2 separate regions of the Mus musculus genome follow, and region 2 is linked to region 1. The links are chromatin contacts, called in public promoter capture Hi-C maps. All regions are on one chromosome and are shown on one strand. Each heading gives the region's core, a stretch centred on a gene start, on an enhancer-like site or on the middle of the called end of the contact. The rest is flanking DNA. Distances are from core to core; before and after follow the strand shown. Region 1 holds the start of Ptpn13 (protein tyrosine phosphatase, non-receptor type 13). Region 2 overlaps Ptpn13 (protein tyrosine phosphatase, non-receptor type 13).

Region 1 (4,229 bases), core at 596-3,095:
AAGAAGATAAAACAAGTTTTACAACTTTTGACACCCTATTGTGGTATTCAAATCTGCCCTTCAAACTGACCCTGGTTTGTGTGTGTGTGTGTGTGTGTGTGTGTGTGTTTACAGGCATCATGAAAACTGTTTATTTTTGGATGTTGATAATCAGCCTCAAAAGGCGGGGGAGGGGGCTTGGATGCCACTAGAAAAGTGTTGGTGGGACAGTGTAAATCCAAAGATAAATCCAATGGTAGAAAAGGGTCACGGTTCTCTAACGTTGAAAGTGAAAGACACCATAAAATGTACCTTTCTTAATGAAGCCTTAATAGTTTCTACCTTTAAATTCTAATAGCTGCCTCCCTTCTCCCCACAGGTACTCCCTGGAAACCTGGAGACCATCAAATTTAGAACATGATGTTCCAAAAACACTGCAAAACACATGTGGGACTGGATGATACGATACGGTACTTATCTATTAATATATTAATTTACTGAGCCACTATCTTTATGAACTTAGTAAAAAAAAAAAATGCAAGTGAAAAATAACTTGTACCTCATCACCACTACTGGCAGCCAATGAAAATGAAGCAGGTTTTGACCCCGACCCTGCCAACCCGGTTCAAGAACTTGGGAAAATACCAACGCCTGTTTCATAATACAGGTACTTTTTTTCTTCCCGTCCTTTAATAAGCTCTCTAGACAGACCTTTTTAAATCTTCCTAATTAGTTAGCAGCGTCCTTCAACCCACATATCAGGTGTCCCACATTTTCTGTATGTCCCGCCTAGAAAACAAACCCGATTGCCCCATTTTCGGAAAGGTAAACTCAGCTCCAGGCAGCTACCTATGAAGTCACCGCGTTTGTTATTTCAAAGATGCAATTAAGCGAAAATGACAGAAGGTTGTCTAAAAGATTAGTCGCAAATACGGGGAGGTGTCGATCTTACACAGGGAAAGAAACCTGCACTCTGTGACTCGCTCCCATGTCTCCCCATCCTCGCTTCTCCAATACACAACAGAAGGAAATTAAATTTCCAAAGTTCCTTGACTTTGGCTTAACTTTTAACTTTGCAGCTCTCGGCGCTCACGTTATCGAGCAAAGTGGAGAAAAGAAAGGCTGGCCTGCAGCAGAGAGAAGCAAACTTTACTAGAGCCTGTCCCCGTCCCTACCCCCTTCTCGGAGCCCTTACACAGACACATTCTTCTGGGCGGCTTCTAACCACACCATGTCCACAATCATTTACAGAAATTAGAAACAGACTCCGGGAGCCCTTCCCACCGCGCGCTCGGCGCAAGGCTGTCCGCACCAGCTCCACGGGGCAGCGTCACTCGCTGTGGCCCACAGCCCGTCGCTCCCTCCCACTCGGGGGTCTCAGCCAGGATTAAACTGCAAGCAGCTCGCGCTCCCCGCCCTCGGCGCACCAGGGATGCCACCATCCGAACCGAGGGGAGCCGAAGAGACGTCCCAGAGGCCCGCACATCCCACCCCCCGGGTCCGGCCACGCGTGCTTCTTACCGGCGCGTGGGGAGCCCCGGTGCGGCGACCGGAGCGCAGCGCGCGGGCACCGAGAGCCGCCGCCTCTTCTTCCCCGAGCTGCTTCGGGCGTGCGCAGAGAGGGTCGGCGGCGACAGAAGCAGCATCGCCGGGCGGCGACCCCCGCCGAGCTCCCGCCCGCCCGCCGCGACTTCGCAGCGCCTCAACGACGGCCGCCCGCGCGCGGCGCTGTCCAGGAGGCTGAGGCGGACGGGAGAGCCGGGGAGCGCTGCTCGGCAGCGGCGCGGAGACCTCGGAGAACTGTGACCATGGTGTGTCACCCTCGCCGCGGCGCGCCCGGCCCAGCTCCTCACGGCGCGCAGCTCCTCCTCGGCCCGACGCATCGGCCCCGCCCCTTGCCCTGTCAGTCAACCCCGCCCGCGCGCGGACAGGACCGCAGGTCCGGGACCCTGCACTCCGCTTCTCCCCATTGGTCCGCCAGGAGCCCCACCCCGCCTCCTCCCTTGGGACCGAGTCTCTGGGGAGACCTGCGCCCCGGTTGCCATGACAACCGGTGCCTTGGGTCGGGCTCCTCACTCTTCTTTTGGCCCCGCGCTGGGGTCGAGGGCGCCAGGGCAGGGTTCTGCTGTGTGCACTCTCCACTGTGCAGACTTGGGGATGAAGCCTCTTGGGCTCCCCCAACTTCAGACCCAGAACTTTCCGAAACGCGCGAGGAAGAGTGACAGACGCGAAGCTGCCGGCCCCTCCCCCTCCTCGCAGCCTTGCTCCCAGATTCTCTCCGGGCGACCCAGGCAATGAAAGAAGGTGGAGAGAGAGGGAACGTCGCCCTGCCAGCTCCCCCAGCTACACAGCAACCGAGAAATGGTGTGGGCAGTGAATCGGCTCCGCCGGGTTCCCACAGCTGTGAAGAGACTTTCAAAGGTGTGCTGCGACAGCACAGCCTCAAAGATCCCCCCGGAAAACTCAAATACTCGCGTTTTCGTGAGAAACAAGATTTTTGCCCTGATATTTTGTGAACTTGGCAACCCCAGCGTTAAAAGTTTTACGGTAAAACCACCTAATTGATAAACCATTTCTTTAAACACACAACAGCTTGGCGAAGGTGTATCCTCGTAGCGATTTCTTTCCTGCAAACTAAAACATTCTAAGTTCAATTATTTGCAAGGAAACCTTGCAGAATTCACGAGCAGAATAGCATCTTGTAATGTGGGTTTTAAAGGGTTTTTTGCTATCGTTCTCTTTGGTGCTATATAAGGTTACTAATACATTCAGTAACACATACAGGGTTAATTTTGTCTGAGATCCTATATGGACCTTTATTTACTTTAAGGATCTCCTCAAAATGGAGAGAAGAGGCTCGTCTGGCTTCTCCGGGCAAGCTGCAATCCCAGGTTCCCCAGCCCCTGAGGCTTTGGTACAGGTGTGATGAATGAGGGAATTAATTAATGATTTACCTTTGGCTACTATTTGAGTTTTCATTATCTCATTTACTAAATGAATAGCTGTGATGGATGTCTTCAAATATGCCTTGCACGTACGCACTGAATGGCATCTCTCTAACTCCATGGAAAACGAGAGCAGAAACCCAAATCCCTGTCCTCAAGGAGTCAAACATGGAGCCTGAGGGAGAAAGCTAGCCCTCCAGGAACAATCTGAAACCTGGGACCAAAAGGTTTAGCCAGTACAGCAGCAAAGGCATACCAATGGAGGAGGGGAACTTAATCTGGACTTTAAGAACGGAGCTAAATTGAGGGAGAGCAGCTAAGGGGAACCACCACAGAAAACTAGAGAGCAGCAGGAGGTCAGAAAACAACAGTGAGCAGGGCCGGCCTGTGGGAGTGGAGACAGAGAAGACTTGTAGCCCTTCCCCCAGTTTTGAAAGTTCCGGCTCATTTATCAGGGAGGTAAGATAGGGAGAGGCCTGTTTAGAGGAACAAAAACGGAATACTTGCCTGCTTGCCACTGAAAGAAAATTGATACAGTTATTTGAAGGAAAGAAACCATCCATAAAGCTTGCAATGGCTTGTGATCTGTCAGAAAGAAGGTAGAAACAGTACAGAGAGAATGGTGGCTGTAAACTTCCCCAAAAAAAAAAAAAAAAAAAAAAAAAAAAAAAAAAAAAAAAAAAAAGATAAGCTATACTGTTGTGAGCCATTTCTTTTCTTTTGCATGAAGCCACTTCAGGTGGCTGCCCTCGGGCTTCTTTCTATAGTAATCCCCTGTTTGGGAGAAGCTGAATGGCTCGCTTAAAAATAAAACCAGAAACACAAAAGAGAAACCTACAAGCTAATCTGTTTGAACATACTGTAGTTTGTAGTTTTTTAAACAAAGAAAGAAAATACTAATAAACAGGACCATGAACCATCTTACAAGTGATATGACACATTTAAGAGGAATTATTTTATGTCTATAGAAAGAGTCCAGTAATAGAAAAAAGTTATATAATTGACTATGTTCCTAGGTCAAAGGAGACAATAGTATACGTGACAAGTGATGCTGATAATTCTTGTAATATCCAGCAGTACTCTTAATAAAAAGTTTACTTTGAAAAAGATAATTTTTTAAAATAGCTGTTTTACAACAAAGCCAGCAATGTGCATTATAATGAAACACTGTATTTATTCCCACTGCAGACAGGGACAAGGCAAGAATGTTCCCATCTGACCATGCAACAGTGAGACTGATAGTGCCCTTAGATAGGAAACATGACTGAGAAATTAAATGTAACAGTGCAAGTTAATCAGGGCGAT
Region 2 (4,229 bases), core at 725-3,224, 120 kb before region 1:
CTGCTCTGTCCTAAAACAGAGGGTCACAGAAGGTGAGGCGGGGCAACGCCTGGAGGTGAAAAGATGGGGAAAAGGGTAAGCTGGCCAGCAGGAGATGAAGGAGTACTGATCACACAAGGAGGCTCTGCCACCCTCCCGTTTCAGCCTCCTCGCTCCCTCAGCCTTGTGGTGTCTGCAGTGACAGGTCAGGACAGCCGGTGGGACCGCATGCAGGTGCCAGTACCTCAGCATATGCACCAGCTCAGTGTCTTTCCTCAGGTCTGTGCACATAGCTGATGCTCAACATACTTTTGTACTTGTTGTTCCTGAGGGAGCATCCATGCAAACTTCAAGTTATCTGCCTATAGGTTCTATTCAAGGTAGAGCTGGAGAATCTGTGAGGTAGATACTTAATTATGAAGACATTTCGGAGGCCTTTTAACTACATTAAGGCGAGTATAAATACCAGGAGGGCTTATTCCAAGATCCTTAAAATAATTATATTTTCCTATTAATATGTACCATACTACAGCAATTGCAACTACTTGTTAGTGAAAAAGAAACCTTAACTTGAAATGCCCAGTTCTTTACACAAAGCAAGCCTGTGTTATACCCAGTCATGTCTACGTAGGAGAGGGTGACAGGACTGTGTGTGAGGCCTCCTGACTAGGACATGCTTGTCTCCCAGGAGTTCCTGTGGATGCTGTGTGGTCTTCTATTGGAGGGTGTCAGATTTCATTACGGGTGGTTGTGAGCTACCATGTGGTTGCTGGGATTTGAACTCAGGACCTTTGGGAGAGCAGTCAGTACTCAATCACTGAGCCATCTCTCCAGCCCCCTATTTTTAAATTTCTATGTCGCATATTACATATTTTTTAAGGCAGTTGGGACCATATCCTGTCCATTGGATGTACACAGTCCGCACCCTGGAAATGTTTATCTACACTGAGTGAAATGGCCCTGTCTCTCCTCAGTTTACTTCTTATGCATCCAGTGAGTTTTTCTGTCTGCTCTGTTTTTATGCTCACTCTGGACTTTTATTTTAATTTTAACCTTCAGCTTTGTAGATATTCTAACTGAACCTTACAGGAAGACTAGCTTTAAATATTATAATTGTCCTTGATGTCAGGCTGAACACGGTATATTGTAGGATTTTATTTATTCTTGAACACTGTATTACTTAGCATTGGCCATGATAATTACCATGAAATTAGATAAAGTTAATTTCAGGTCCTGTACTATGTTACTCTGGACCAGAGTTATTTCTTTTCTTTATTGTTCCTGGGTTTTTTATTTTTCCTCCTCCTCCTCCTCCCTCTTCATCATCTTCTTTCTTCTTTTTTTCTGAGACTGGGTTTCTCTGTGTGGTTTGGTTGTCTTGGAACTTGCTCTGTAAATCAGGCTGGCCTCAAACTCATAGAGAGCTGCCTGCCCTTGGCTCCCAAATGCTGGGACTAAGGGTGTGCACCACCAGCAGCAGCTCTCACTAAAGTTTGAACCCCCTTTGGTTGAGCAGGTTCAGAAGGAATTGTGAAGAGAAAGATTAACTGAGTCCCTCCGTAAGCCAGGAGACTGGCTGGTGAGGCGAGGCTTCTAGAAATTCAAAGGGAGAAAGTTCTTACAGTTCATGGAGAGTTGGTACAAATTCACATTCTCGTCTATGAGAACTTAACTCAAAACACGTGTGTGCTATCATCACAGAGCACTTACTAGCAACCCTTTCCAAAGCTTGGCCCATGTACTAACAGTTAACAGTATCATGCCAGGAGGGGACCGGAACTTGGTCTATCTCTGCATTCAGATCACGGCTCCGCTGCTCTTCGGCTCTGCAGCCTTCTGCAGAGCTCATTTCTGGTTTCTCATTTGTGGAAAGGCCATAACATCAGCGCCCAGCAGACGGGAGTCTACGTGACAAGTTGGCTGAAGTCTTAGGATGGTGAAGGGCACAGCAAGCCCGCAGGGACTGTCAATGCAGATTATTACCGCTGTGGATGTGCTACAGCGAAATTATACAAGCTGCACAGACGCCAGACCTCAGTCCAGGCAAGAAGCCTAATTGTCAGCACCGTGCGCCCTGACCCCGGCCCATGCACATGCTCATTTAGCTTACGATAGCTATTTAGCTTACGATAGCTTTTCTGAGGACTGGTAATGGGGAAGGAATATACAAGCAACCCTCACCCCTTCTTCATTCCCCATGTGTACTGAAGACAGCATCTATAGTCTCTGAATCAACCATCTCCATTACACACTTTTTTTCCCTGAGTAACTGGCATGTTGATTTCTACTGGAGGGAATGAAACATGTATGCATTTCGGGGCTGGAAGTTTTGGCCACAGAAGCACAATTCCATATGGTCTAACCTTACTCCACAGAACAATTCTACATGGTCCAACCTTACTCCACAGCACAATTCTACATGGTCCAACCTTACTCCACAGCATAATTCCATATGGTCCAACCTTACTCCACAGCACAATTCTACATGGTCCAACCTTACTCCACAGCACAATTCTACATGGTCCAACCTTACTCCACAGCACAATTCTACATGGTCCAACCTTACTCCACAGCACAATTCCATATGGTCCAACCTTACTCCACAGCACAATTCTACATGGTCCAACCTTACTCCACAGCACAATTCTACATGGTCCAACCTTACTCCACAGCACAATTCCACATGGTCCAACCTTACTCCACAGCACAATTCCATATGGTCCAACCTTACTCCACAGCACAATTCTACATGGTCCAACCTTACTCCACAGCACAATTCTACATGGTCCAACCTTACTCCACAGCACAATTCTACATGGTCCAACCTTACTCCACAGCATGGTTCAACTTCACAATTTCCTTTTTTGCCTTTACTATCAGGAAAATTAGAACTAAATTTAGAGTCATCAAATTCAGCTATGTTATTATTTATATTATGTGCATGTGTGTCTATTTCTCTGTGGGTATTTGTCTGAGTACAGGTGCCCAAAAAGCCCAGAAAAGGGCATCAGATCCCCTGGAGTTGGAGCTACAGGCCTTTGTGAGCCACTGTGGGGTGCTGGAGACCAACTCCAGGTCCTCTGCAAGAACAAGGGCTCTAGCCAGCCGATGACATCACCAACTTTCCTTGCAAACCTCCTTCATTCTCACTAGGCTTTTCATTAACCCAGCTTTCCGGATTTAAGGGTAAGACTTGGAACAAAGTAATGTATAGGTAGATGCTAATGAAATATTTTTTTCCTACCCATAAAGCTGTTAGAAAGACCAAGTAAAATGTAACAATTCTTTACATTTAAACTACAAAAAATTTGAGTACAGACTGAAGTCACTGCCCACACCTGGTCTCCCACTCCAGCTTTGTTTCTTGGGGGTCTAAGTTGAAAAGACTCATGTTTAAAGTCTTTAGTTCTAACACTCAGGATAAGACTCAAAACTGCTCCCAAAGTGTCCTCCGACGTCCCACTGCCCTGTGAGCTTCTGCACCAACACCCTGTGTCCCCAACCTCCCGCTGTCCCATAAGCTTCTGCACCAGCACCCGTGTCCCCCGACCTCACGCTGCACCATGAGCTTCCACCAACACTCTTGCTATTAGTTCGGCTTATATTTCCATGTCTCTAATCAAACTGTGCCCTTGATCTAAAATGCTCATCTCTGCTAGTTCGAGAAAAACCCTCCTCTGTGAGGCTGTTGCGTATACTCCCTTGGTATTTGAAACAGCAACAGCAATAAAAACAGCAACAACAACAACAAAATTAGCTCAAGCATCCCTTTAGAATTACCTCAAGACTTTCTCTCCCCTTATTACCATCTTAGCCTTTCAAGCAATGTCCTTTCCTAACTTCTCATTCATTTCCTTTGTCAGCAATAGCAAAACCACAGGTACCAGTACCCTGCAGTGACATGGAAGAACACCACGCCCCTTTCACTGTCCCACAGGCCTAAATCCTTGGCATGGGACCATCCCCCCACTTACTTCCAGATCAGTACGTACGGAACAACAGAGAGAGGGTATGACGGATATCAGGAGAACAGCTTGTACACCTACCATTGTCTTTAAAGGGGACTTGGGATGAAGATTTTCCAGAGCTAGGCAAACTCATTCCTGTGGTATAAATTAAATTATTAGACATTTTATAAAATGGCCAGAAACTATAGAAGTAATTTTTTTTTCCTGAAAAAATTCACAAAGATCAACGAAACATTAAGGCAGTACTGTTTTCCTTGACTTGCACTGAGAGAAATGTCTTAT

What was found. Promoter capture Hi-C pulls out the DNA fragments that hold promoters and counts their contacts.
Region 2: a promoter capture Hi-C map of cranial neural crest shows a contact between it and region 1. The contact joins the enhancer-like site here to the promoter of Ptpn13 in region 1. A contact is called at or near these places in 4 of 39 promoter capture datasets (the HPC-7 cell line, cranial neural crest, liver and 1 more), 1 of 115 datasets of contacts at active chromatin or transcription factors (forebrain) and 3 of 9 other capture datasets (adipose tissue, macrophages and pancreatic islet).

What each region holds. Positions count from the first base shown.
Region 1 is chr5:103,422,808-103,427,036 of GRCm38.p6, reverse strand. It overlaps Ptpn13 (protein tyrosine phosphatase, non-receptor type 13), which reads right to left and starts at 1,845. Exons shown (of 48, transcript NM_011204.2): 1 at 1,501-1,845.
Region 2 is chr5:103,543,261-103,547,489 of GRCm38.p6, reverse strand. Ptpn13 (protein tyrosine phosphatase, non-receptor type 13) reads right to left here. Exons shown (of 48, transcript NM_011204.2): 20 at 4,026-4,082. Among named protein-coding and RNA genes, the nearest start is that of Slc10a6, 84 kb to the left of the region's middle. Within about 2 kb of position 1,974, at least 3 of the 459 cell types and tissues checked have an H3K27ac peak or open chromatin away from gene starts, as enhancers often do.